Regions from separate parts of the Mus musculus genome. Here all the other regions are linked to region 3. The links are chromatin contacts, called in public HiChIP or PLAC-seq and promoter capture Hi-C maps. All regions are on one chromosome and are shown on one strand. The core of a region is the stretch at or near the end of the contact, and the rest is flanking DNA. Distances in the headings are between cores, read along the strand shown. Region 1 holds the start of Stac3 (SH3 and cysteine rich domain 3). Region 2 overlaps Lrp1 (low density lipoprotein receptor-related protein 1). Region 3 holds the start of Hsd17b6 (hydroxysteroid (17-beta) dehydrogenase 6).

The links. Promoter capture Hi-C pulls out the DNA fragments that hold promoters and counts their contacts. HiChIP or PLAC-seq counts read pairs in DNA pulled down with a chosen protein or histone mark.
Region 1: a contact with region 3 is called in a promoter capture Hi-C map of second pharyngeal arch cranial neural crest, with 4 times the contacts expected there. The contact joins the promoter of Stac3 here to the promoter of Hsd17b6 in region 3. A contact is called at or near these places in 14 of 39 promoter capture datasets (the 3T3-L1 cell line, the C10 cell line, HPC-7-derived erythroid cells and 9 more), 1 of 15 datasets of contacts at CTCF or cohesin (embryonic stem cells), 9 of 484 Hi-C or Micro-C datasets (cerebral cortex, cortical neurons, embryonic stem cells and 2 more), 5 of 115 datasets of contacts at active chromatin or transcription factors (astrocytes, embryonic forebrain, embryonic stem cells and 2 more) and 3 of 9 other capture datasets (adipose tissue, liver and pancreatic islet).
Region 2: an H3K4me3 HiChIP or PLAC-seq map of embryonic stem cells shows a contact between it and region 3, with 13 read pairs. The contact joins the enhancer-like site here to the promoter of Hsd17b6 in region 3. A contact is called at or near these places in 9 of 39 promoter capture datasets (the C10 cell line, the HPC-7 cell line, HPC-7-derived erythroid cells and 5 more), 2 of 15 datasets of contacts at CTCF or cohesin (both in the NIH/3T3 cell line), 25 of 484 Hi-C or Micro-C datasets (B cells, CD4 T cells, DN3 thymocytes and 12 more), 6 of 115 datasets of contacts at active chromatin or transcription factors (T-cell acute lymphoblastic leukemia, embryonic basal ganglia, embryonic stem cells and 1 more) and 4 of 9 other capture datasets (adipose tissue, embryonic stem cells, liver and 1 more).

The regions. Positions count from the first base shown.
Region 1 is chr10:127,500,382-127,503,135 of GRCm38.p6, forward strand. It overlaps Stac3 (SH3 and cysteine rich domain 3), which reads left to right and starts at 1,305. Exons shown (of 12, transcript NM_001359751.1): 1 at 1,305-1,355; 2 at 2,301-2,468; 3 at 2,709-2,754. The coding sequence starts at 2,403.
Region 2 is chr10:127,588,870-127,591,684 of GRCm38.p6, forward strand. Lrp1 (low density lipoprotein receptor-related protein 1) reads right to left here. Exons shown (of 89, transcript NM_008512.2): 12 at 1,688-1,868; 13 at 686-908. Among named protein-coding and RNA genes, the nearest start is that of Gm16217, 5.9 kb to the right of the region's middle. Within about 2 kb of position 1,477, at least 102 of the 459 cell types and tissues checked have an H3K27ac peak or open chromatin away from gene starts, as enhancers often do. A contact at or near this core is called in DN3 thymocytes, T-cell acute lymphoblastic leukemia, adipose tissue and 2 more, where this site is marked.
Region 3 is chr10:128,006,259-128,009,197 of GRCm38.p6, forward strand. Hsd17b6 (hydroxysteroid (17-beta) dehydrogenase 6) reads right to left here and starts at 1,353. Exons shown (of 6, transcript NM_001359377.1): 1 at 1,225-1,353.

The DNA.
Region 1 (2,754 bases), core at 55-2,554, 510 kb before region 3:
CTGAGTTTGATCCCAAGATAGGCGGAGGAAGGAGGGAACTGACTCTGGTACGTTGTCCTTTGACCACATGTTAGAGGGCATGCCCCAGTAAGTATACACACTTAGTATAGCTTAAACGATAAACGAAAGTATACTTAGAAATAAACCTCATTACAGAAGGCAGCTGTGGGCTGGCGAGATTGGCTAGTGTGTAAGCCCAGTAGCCTGAGCCCAATCCCTGGATCCCATGGGATGGCCTCTGACGTACACACACACCTGCACTCACACACATCCAGACAGACAGACGAGAGAAGGACACAGGCAGCTGTAACCTTCCCAGGGTTAACTATACAGGGACCGACCTGACTCTTGTTAAAAAGGTTTATTTTTGTTTTATGTGTATAGGTGATTTGCCTACATGCGTTTAAATATACAGCGTGTCTGCGGGTGTAGGTCCTCTGGAACTAGAGTCGCAGAGCTCTGTAAGCTGCCACGTGGGTGCTGGGAACTGAACCCAGGTCCCCTGGAAGAGAAGCTCTGCCATCTCTCCAGCCCCATAGCTTTTGGGTTTTGCCACCATCTTTTTCAGTAACATACATTCTCTTCATCTTAGGGACAGGATTTTAGGCGAAAGGGGAGAAAAATGCACCCGTGCACTTGAGAAAGCACTGCATTCGATCAGCTGCCAGTGAGAAAGTCTTTCGTGGCTGACAGAATTCTGAGTCACATCCTCTTCTCAGCTCCCATCCCTTTCCTAGCCTGAAGTTTTGGTGTTAGCTAGGCATGGTGGCACATACTTTTAATCTCAGCACTCAGGAGCTAGGCAGAATGATCCCTTGAGTTCAAGGCCAGCCTGGTTTACAGAGCAAGTTCTGGGAGAGCCAGGCCCACACAAAGATACCTATCGGGGTGGGGGAGGCAGGAAATAAAATCCAAGAACGTGATTGAAATGAGCCCAGGGAGGGTAAGATTGGAACGGTTATTTGAACCTTAAGGGGAGAGTATGGGGGGTTCCATTATCAGATCTAAAGTCCTTCACGTGACTGCGTCTTGAACAGGAGTGCCTTTCCTGCTGTGGGTATAGCTTGGCAGTCTAGCCACATAGTTAGCATGGCAAAACCCTGTTTTCAATCCCTGGTACTTGGAGTGGGGTGCTACTGTATTGGGTAGAATATGCCTATTCCTGATAAGCCAGAACTGACCTGCTCTGTGTAAACACTCGGAGAAGAGCTGTTCTGGGGGGCGGGGGGGGGGGGGGATGGGAGGAGTCAGGGTCGAGCCCTGCCCCAGACCTCCTGGTTCCAATTTCTCCCTGTCAGCTGTGCTCTCAGCTGTCCACTGTCCTCCAGCCCTGTCACTTCAGCTCTGCCACCACGGTGAGAGGCTCCAAGGCCTACCTACTAATACTGTCTGGGTAGCTGGTGTGGGTCCAGAAGGTACCAGAAAGGGGGCTTACCTCCCTGAAGGAAGAGGGCTAGCCCTCCCCAGCAGCACCATCAAGGTCTCAGAGACCCCTTTCCACAGTGAACTGACTTAGGGAGTCTGGAAAGTAAGTCGTCTCTTCATTATCCTTTCATTTCTTCTAACCTGAGTCTGTTGGGCTTCTTCGTCTCTCTCCTCACCTGTGAGTAGTTTGGGGTTTTGAAGTGAAATTGTCCTAGTTCAGGATGAGTGAGGATTGGAGAAGGGGGTAGGGTGTGGTGGGGTCCAGGGAATGGAGGGGTAAGGGAAGGGAAGGCTCACATTACTCTGAAAACCTAAAATAGCTGAGGCCTGAGGCAGGCCAGGGAAGAACTAGGCACAAGGCCCCCAAGGCTCAGGAGAGAGGTAGGGGAGGACAGATCTCTGGACACACCTTCAGACACGCAGACGGGTTAACCGTGTTAACCATGTTAAACCTCCTGAAGCCACTAGAAGATGTGTATCATCGATCAGAACTACCTGTAGGACAGCTGTTCTCAACCTGTGGGTCGCATAGCAGACGTCCTGCATGTCAGATATTTATATTTCAATTCATAACGGTAGCAAAAGTATAGTTGTGAAGGAGCAGTGAGATAATTTTATGGGTCACCACCACACAAGGTACCACAGCGTTAGGGCCACAGCATTAGGAAGGTTGAGAACTGCTGTAGAAGAACCTAGAAGACAAGCCTTGAGTAGCATGTTGGATTTGTAGACTCTGGGCTTGCTCCTTGATGTGGAAAGTATCCGTGTAAGCAACTGACTGGGGAGTCTTTCCTCTGTTGGACATTTCTCGGGGGACCTCCATAGAATCTCTTCATAAGCTCTGCCAAAGCTGTCTAACCAAGTTTCTCCCAAAGGCTCCCCTTCGAGGGCCACCCTACTGTGTGCAGCAGGACTGCTGGAATAGAAGAACAGCAGACAGAGATTAGAACTCATAGCGGGGCCCAATCTCTTGTAAGATGACAGAAAAGGAAGTGGTGGAGTCCCCTCAGCCCCCCTTTCCAGGAGAGACTCCGCAAAGTGGGGTGAGTCTGGACCTATGTCCGCTTTTGGGGGGAGCGGGGTCCAAAGGGCTGGGAAGCCATCACACAGCCTCTGAAGAAAACTACTCGGATTGAAACCGCTTGTGTGCGTCTCATTTATTATTGGGATAGCCAACACCTGCAACACCCAGCCCCCTAATACCAGGGACGTTGCTTTCCCATGATTGGAAAATGAGACCATGACTGTCATTTAATGATGGGTTTCCTTCACCCCTCCCTCAGCTACAGCGACTGAAGCAGTTATTCAAGAAGGGCTCTCCAGAGACAG
Region 2 (2,815 bases), core at 227-2,726, 420 kb before region 3:
TTCAGCCATTTATTTCTCTACCTAAGCAACATTTATTGGGATTTATTATGGGCTGAGCTGTGATGGGTACTAAGAGCACCATTGTCCTATGGAGGGCATATGTAGGTAATCTGTGGGAAGAGGGACCTGGACACAATCTTCAAGAGAAAGAGAGCCAAGAAGAACTAGGGGGACTCCCAGGAAGCCAAGGCTTAGGGAGCAGAGGCCTATGATGTTCTGGAATAACAAGCTGTCTAGTGCAGCTTGTTCATAGAGTGTTGAGTTGTGGGGAGTAGGAGACACAAGATGGTAGAGGTGCCCAGAGCTTTATTGTGAAGGGCCTGACACACCAAGACAGTTTGGCCCATATACCTAAAGGCAAACACAACTCATGAACCAACGGAGTGAACAAATATGCATATATGCTACCCCTTAGCACCTTACATGTTGCTGCGTGACTACCCTGAAGTGTGTTATATGTATGTATGTGCACACGCACAGAAGTGCACACACAGGTGTGCTTGTGGGCAGCCATATGCAGATAGACATCCTCAAAGAAGACAATATACACAACATGAAAACATACATTCATAGAGTAGCCATGTGTAGACCTGTAAGAAGCACGAAGCCCTACACACACAGACATGTACATCCTCATGGAGTTTCCATAGAAACAGGGTTAAACAATGCACACATGCCTGCCCACCTTCCGGTCTGTGCCATTGAGCAGTATGGTCTCAATTCGGTCATAGAAGGCATCCACCCAGTAGAGGCGTCCGGCTGGGATATCCAGGCTTAGCCCATTGGGCCAAAGCACTGTCTTGGAGGTGACAAAGATATCTCGGTGTGAGCCGTCCATCCAAGCCCTCTCGAGCCGCCCTCGCCGACTGTCCTTGGGGTCCTCCTCCCAGTCTGTCCAGTACATCCACCTGTGGGCAGTGACTGGTCAGCACCACATGGTCACCCTTGTCACAACAGCTTCTGTTGTGATTCTAGGCACTAGGTGGTATCTAGGTGGTATCCAGAGTTCCTCCCAGGGGTCTCTCTGAGCTATTTCTCTCTAAACCCCACATCACAGCAACTCAGGCCACCATGAATGGCTACTCTAATTGGAGCATGGCTCTGGCATCCCAGGATGCAGCAAAACCAAGGTTCCCCATCTCTTAGGAGCGAACATCCCAGGAGAAACAAGTTGTTCAAGAAAGTCGTGTCGGAGTGATAAAATCAGGAGGAAAATTAAATGTGAGTGGCGGAGAGAATCTAGGCAGCAAGTTTGGGTGAACAGGGATGGGGTGGGGGGCTTCTCTGAGACCCAACGCTGACAAGAAACCAAATGTGAGGTATCCGGGAGTTCCAGACAGCAAAGGATGGGACAGGAAGTGGTGGGTGAGGGAAGGAAGGCAGGTGCAGATGTTGGCAAGCAAGAACTGTGCAGACCCAAAGGCTAGGGCGGCTTGGAGCCAAGGGGAACCAGGAGAGAGCTCTGTAGTGGAGCGGCAGAAGCAGACTTCCGGTTGCGTACCAGGGTTTTGTTTTCCCTCCTCAAGACAGACGGACAAACACACGCTCTCTTTTCAGGCTCCTTTTTCAGGCTCCCGTTCCTGCCTCTGCAGCCTGCCTGCCTCAGCCACGCCCCTGGCTTTGCCGCTTCCCTCCCCAGTCCTCTGAGATGTACATGCATCCACCCCACGCCCAGGGACAGACTCACCCATTGAGTGGATCCACTACAATGGCCCTGGGGTGTGTCATCTTGCCCTCAATTAGAGTCTTCCGGGTCTGAGCGGCTTTCTCCAGCCTGGCCACACTAATGGTCTTCTTGGGGCCATCATCAGTCCAGTAAAGATTGTCTCCCATCCAGTCCACGGCTACGCCCTCCACATTGTGGATGCCTGTGAGGGTGTAGAGAGCGCATGGGGGTGACCCTTGAAGGACACATGACACAGAGAGAGATGGTGGCCAGGCAGGGGGAGCAGGAGGCATGTGGTGCCCTGAATGGTGGGCAGATGGGGGAGGGAGGGTGGGGCAGAGGTGGGGGTGGGGATGGAGACGACCCTTTCAGATGCCACATCTACACTGCATCTACGATGCCACATCTACATTTTGAAAAACAGCATGAGGCAGCCAGGAAACTACGTGACTAAGGGGAGCTCTCAGATGAGGGCATGTCTGGGCCTGTGCTTAGGTGGACAGCCGGGGCGATATGCACTGGCTCTTTGCTCCAGTATGACGCCACCATCCTGGGCCTAAAAAACCTGTACTCACAAAAATGAGTAAATTAGGAAGTGAATTTTCCCTTAGCCAAAGGCTTTATCTAGTGTCCCTTAAATAGCAGTTCCCCTGTACAGGGGTCCCCAGTGTCTTCCTGACAGGAGTCATTCTTGATTTCCACACAGTCTTATGATTGCTGACTGCTGAGGTTCTCTGAGCTGCACAGAGGGTGGGGAGCAAGCCAGATTGACTGGTTAAGGAACCAGATCTTGGGGCCCCCAAAAACAGATCTGAGGTATAAAACACACACAGCTCAGAAGCCCTCAAGGGGAACGGCTCCACTGCACAGTGGCCCTGCCAAAGTAGGTCAGAGGGAGAGACAGACACAGAGTTCTCAGGCCACAGAGAGGTAGAGATATCCGTGGCCATGAGATCCAGCTGCATACATTCTGAGCATTTACACTTGTGGATGAGCCCTGTCTGACATGGCAGGCCCGGCTGTGATTCAGGGCCTATGGCCTCTCCTGGCTGTATGCTGTACACAGCTCCAGGGCTCTGAGCCAATGGCGGCGAGACCCTGAATTTTCCCAAGGGCTGGCCAAGGCAGCCCTCACTGCCTAACACATCC
Region 3 (2,939 bases), core at 103-2,602:
ATGGCTTAACGAAGACTTGCAATGTTCTACAGTGGATGCTTTGTTTGCTTTCATGGCTGTCCCTTACTTTGGGCTCAAAGGAAAAAAATCTTGTAGGGTTAAACTAAAACATTCTCATTAAACAAAGTCAGTCTTTATACATAAGCTCTCCTACTTTGCTGTAATTATCAAATTTAAGCTGAAATGTTGCCTTGAAATATCCACATATTACGATCCTGTGCCAATCGAATGAATTCTCCTATCTTCTCCTTATCTTACATAAGAGAAAATCAACTAGCACACAAGTACTTCAAGCCCTCAAAGAACTTGCTCATTTCCATAGTATCTTCACCCCCCAAATTCCTCATGAAATATTGCCATAGTTGGCATCTTCACTTCACTCTGATGAAGCTGAATAAAAAGGAAGGATGTTGCCAGGCATGGTGGCGCATGCCTTTAATCCCAGCACTCGGGAGGCAGAGGCAGGAGGATTTCTGAGTTCGAGGCCAGCCTGGTCTACAGAATGAGTTCCAGGACAGCCAGGGCTACACAGAGAAACCCTGTCTCAAAAAAAAAAAAAAAAAAAAGAATGCATTTCGTTTGCCATCATGTCCCTTGGCTTGGCATACCTTGCTTGCCCCTTGCTGCCTTTCAGACCAGCTTCTCCATTGAACTATTTATATGGAGAGCTATCAGCAGACTCCCAAACACACCATGCCCTTTATACTTCTGTGTCTGCATTCTGTTCCAGTCTCATTATTATCTTAAGGAGCTGAGGCCATAGAAGGCTGGGAATACGGCTGAGGGGTTAGGAGCACTTGTTGCTCTTCCAGAAGACCCAAGTTCAGATCCCACCACACACACAACAGCTCACACCTGCCTGGAACCCGGGTTCCAGAGGATCTGATGACCTCTTCAGGCCTCTGAAGATACCAAAACATATGTGGCAGACATGCACATCCATACACATAAATTTAACAGAAGTTTTACAATTTCTAACTGAACCTATAACATTTCATTGCCCTTGTTTGTACCTGTTGTCCCTTCTGGAAATTCCCTTCCTTGGGAGCAGAAACCCTAGAGCCTATCTTTGCACCCATTGTGTTAGTATTAGCCGGAGATTGTGTTAGTATTAGCCGGAGAGGCAGAACCTATAGGCTAAACAGATATAAATATATGAAAAGGAATTACTGGGGCATTGGCTCACATAATTGTAGAGTTTGAGAACTCTCAGGACAGGCTTACTGTAATTGAGGTCTCAGTCCAAGTCCAGGTCTTCAGATCCAATGAAACTGATCATATAACCCTCAGAGTAAGGATCCAGGGAGGCACAGGGTGAGTCCTACATTGCTGGGAGTCTATCACTCTGCCCTTGGGGACAGAATTAAAGTGTTCCAGGTTTAAGAAAGAGGAAGTCACCTTTCTGGTCCCTAACTGATTGGACAGTACCTGCCCACATGGAAGGTGGATCCTCCCATTCAGATTAGCAGTTCATTCACCAATATCCCCTGTGCACACACACCCAGAAACAATGTTTTCTAGTCAGTATTCTGCGTATGCCATTTAGTCAGTAATTATTTGCAGACTAATAGAATAAATGAAAGTCTAAGTTGACATGCAAGTTTGAGACTGACCTAGGCAGCGTAACAGATCTCCTTCCCATCACTTCCAACATACTAATAATTTTTAAACAATGTAAGAGATAAAATAAAGATTTAAAAAGCCATATTTTAGCCAGGCGTGGTGGCGCAAGCCTTTAATCCCAGCACTTGGGAGGCAGAGGCAGGCAGATTTCTGAGTTCAAGGCCAGCCTGGTCTAGAGAGTGAATTCTAGGATAGCCAGGGCTATACAGAGAGACCCTGTCTTGGAGAAAAAACAAAAATAAAAAGTAATATTTTAAGGAATATCCCCAAAGTAAATTACTCTTTTAGCTGCTAAAAACATGCAAAATAATGCTAGAAACTAAACTAAAAAGAAATCCCAAACAATTGGTGTCTCAAGTCTGCTGAGTTTGGAGAAATAGCCTGGGATACGCTAGATATTAGCTCTGAAAAAGAATGGTGCTGTCTTACAGTGTAAGGCTTGTAGGGGAAATAACTCCCAGTAGGTTAGAGGGCTGTACAGTAGGACAGCTTAAGGCAGGAAGTGGGAAAGGTTTTGTTACTTCTGTGGATGAAGTCTCAACAGAAACAAAAGAAATGACAATGCTGCCACCCAGTGGCAATTTGTGGAAAAGGCTCTACCCGAGGATCCTTTTAAGATTAAATAGCTTCTGTGTTGAATGCAATGTGGTCTATGACCGTGTTCTTTCTTTCTTTTCTTTCTTTCCTTCCTAAAAATTCATTCATTCATTCATTCATTCATTCATTCATTCATTCACTCATTCATTTTATATGAGTACACTGTCGCTGTCTTTAGACACACCAGAAGAGGGAGGGCATCAGATCCCTTTACAGATGGTTGTGAGCCACCATGTGGTTGCTGGGGATTGAACTCAGAAACAATGGAAGAGCATCCAGTGATCTTAAGTGCTGAGCCATCTCTACACACACACACACACACACACACACACACACACACACACACACACCTTCCCATCCTGTTTCTTTAACCCATAAATACTCTGCACCCTTGGGAAGATTTGAGTCTTAAGACCTCTTTTTGGCTGTCTCTTGAATAAAGCCTCTTTCGAAAGCCCTTGCTCAGGTGATAGACATATATGCAACAGGTAAAAAAAAAAAAAAACTTGTTCTGGCTCCCAATATTCTCTTCATGCTGAGTGTGCAGTAAGGACCTTACTGCCTTCTTCCCCTAAGACAACCTCCATCTTCACTGACTGCTCCCAAGGCAGTAGGAGAAACTCTTTCTCAATCATTTTACTTCTGCTGGGCATACCCAGAGTATTAGAAGGAAAATGTTAATTCCCTCTTTTTTTTTTTTTTGGTTTTTCGAGACAGGG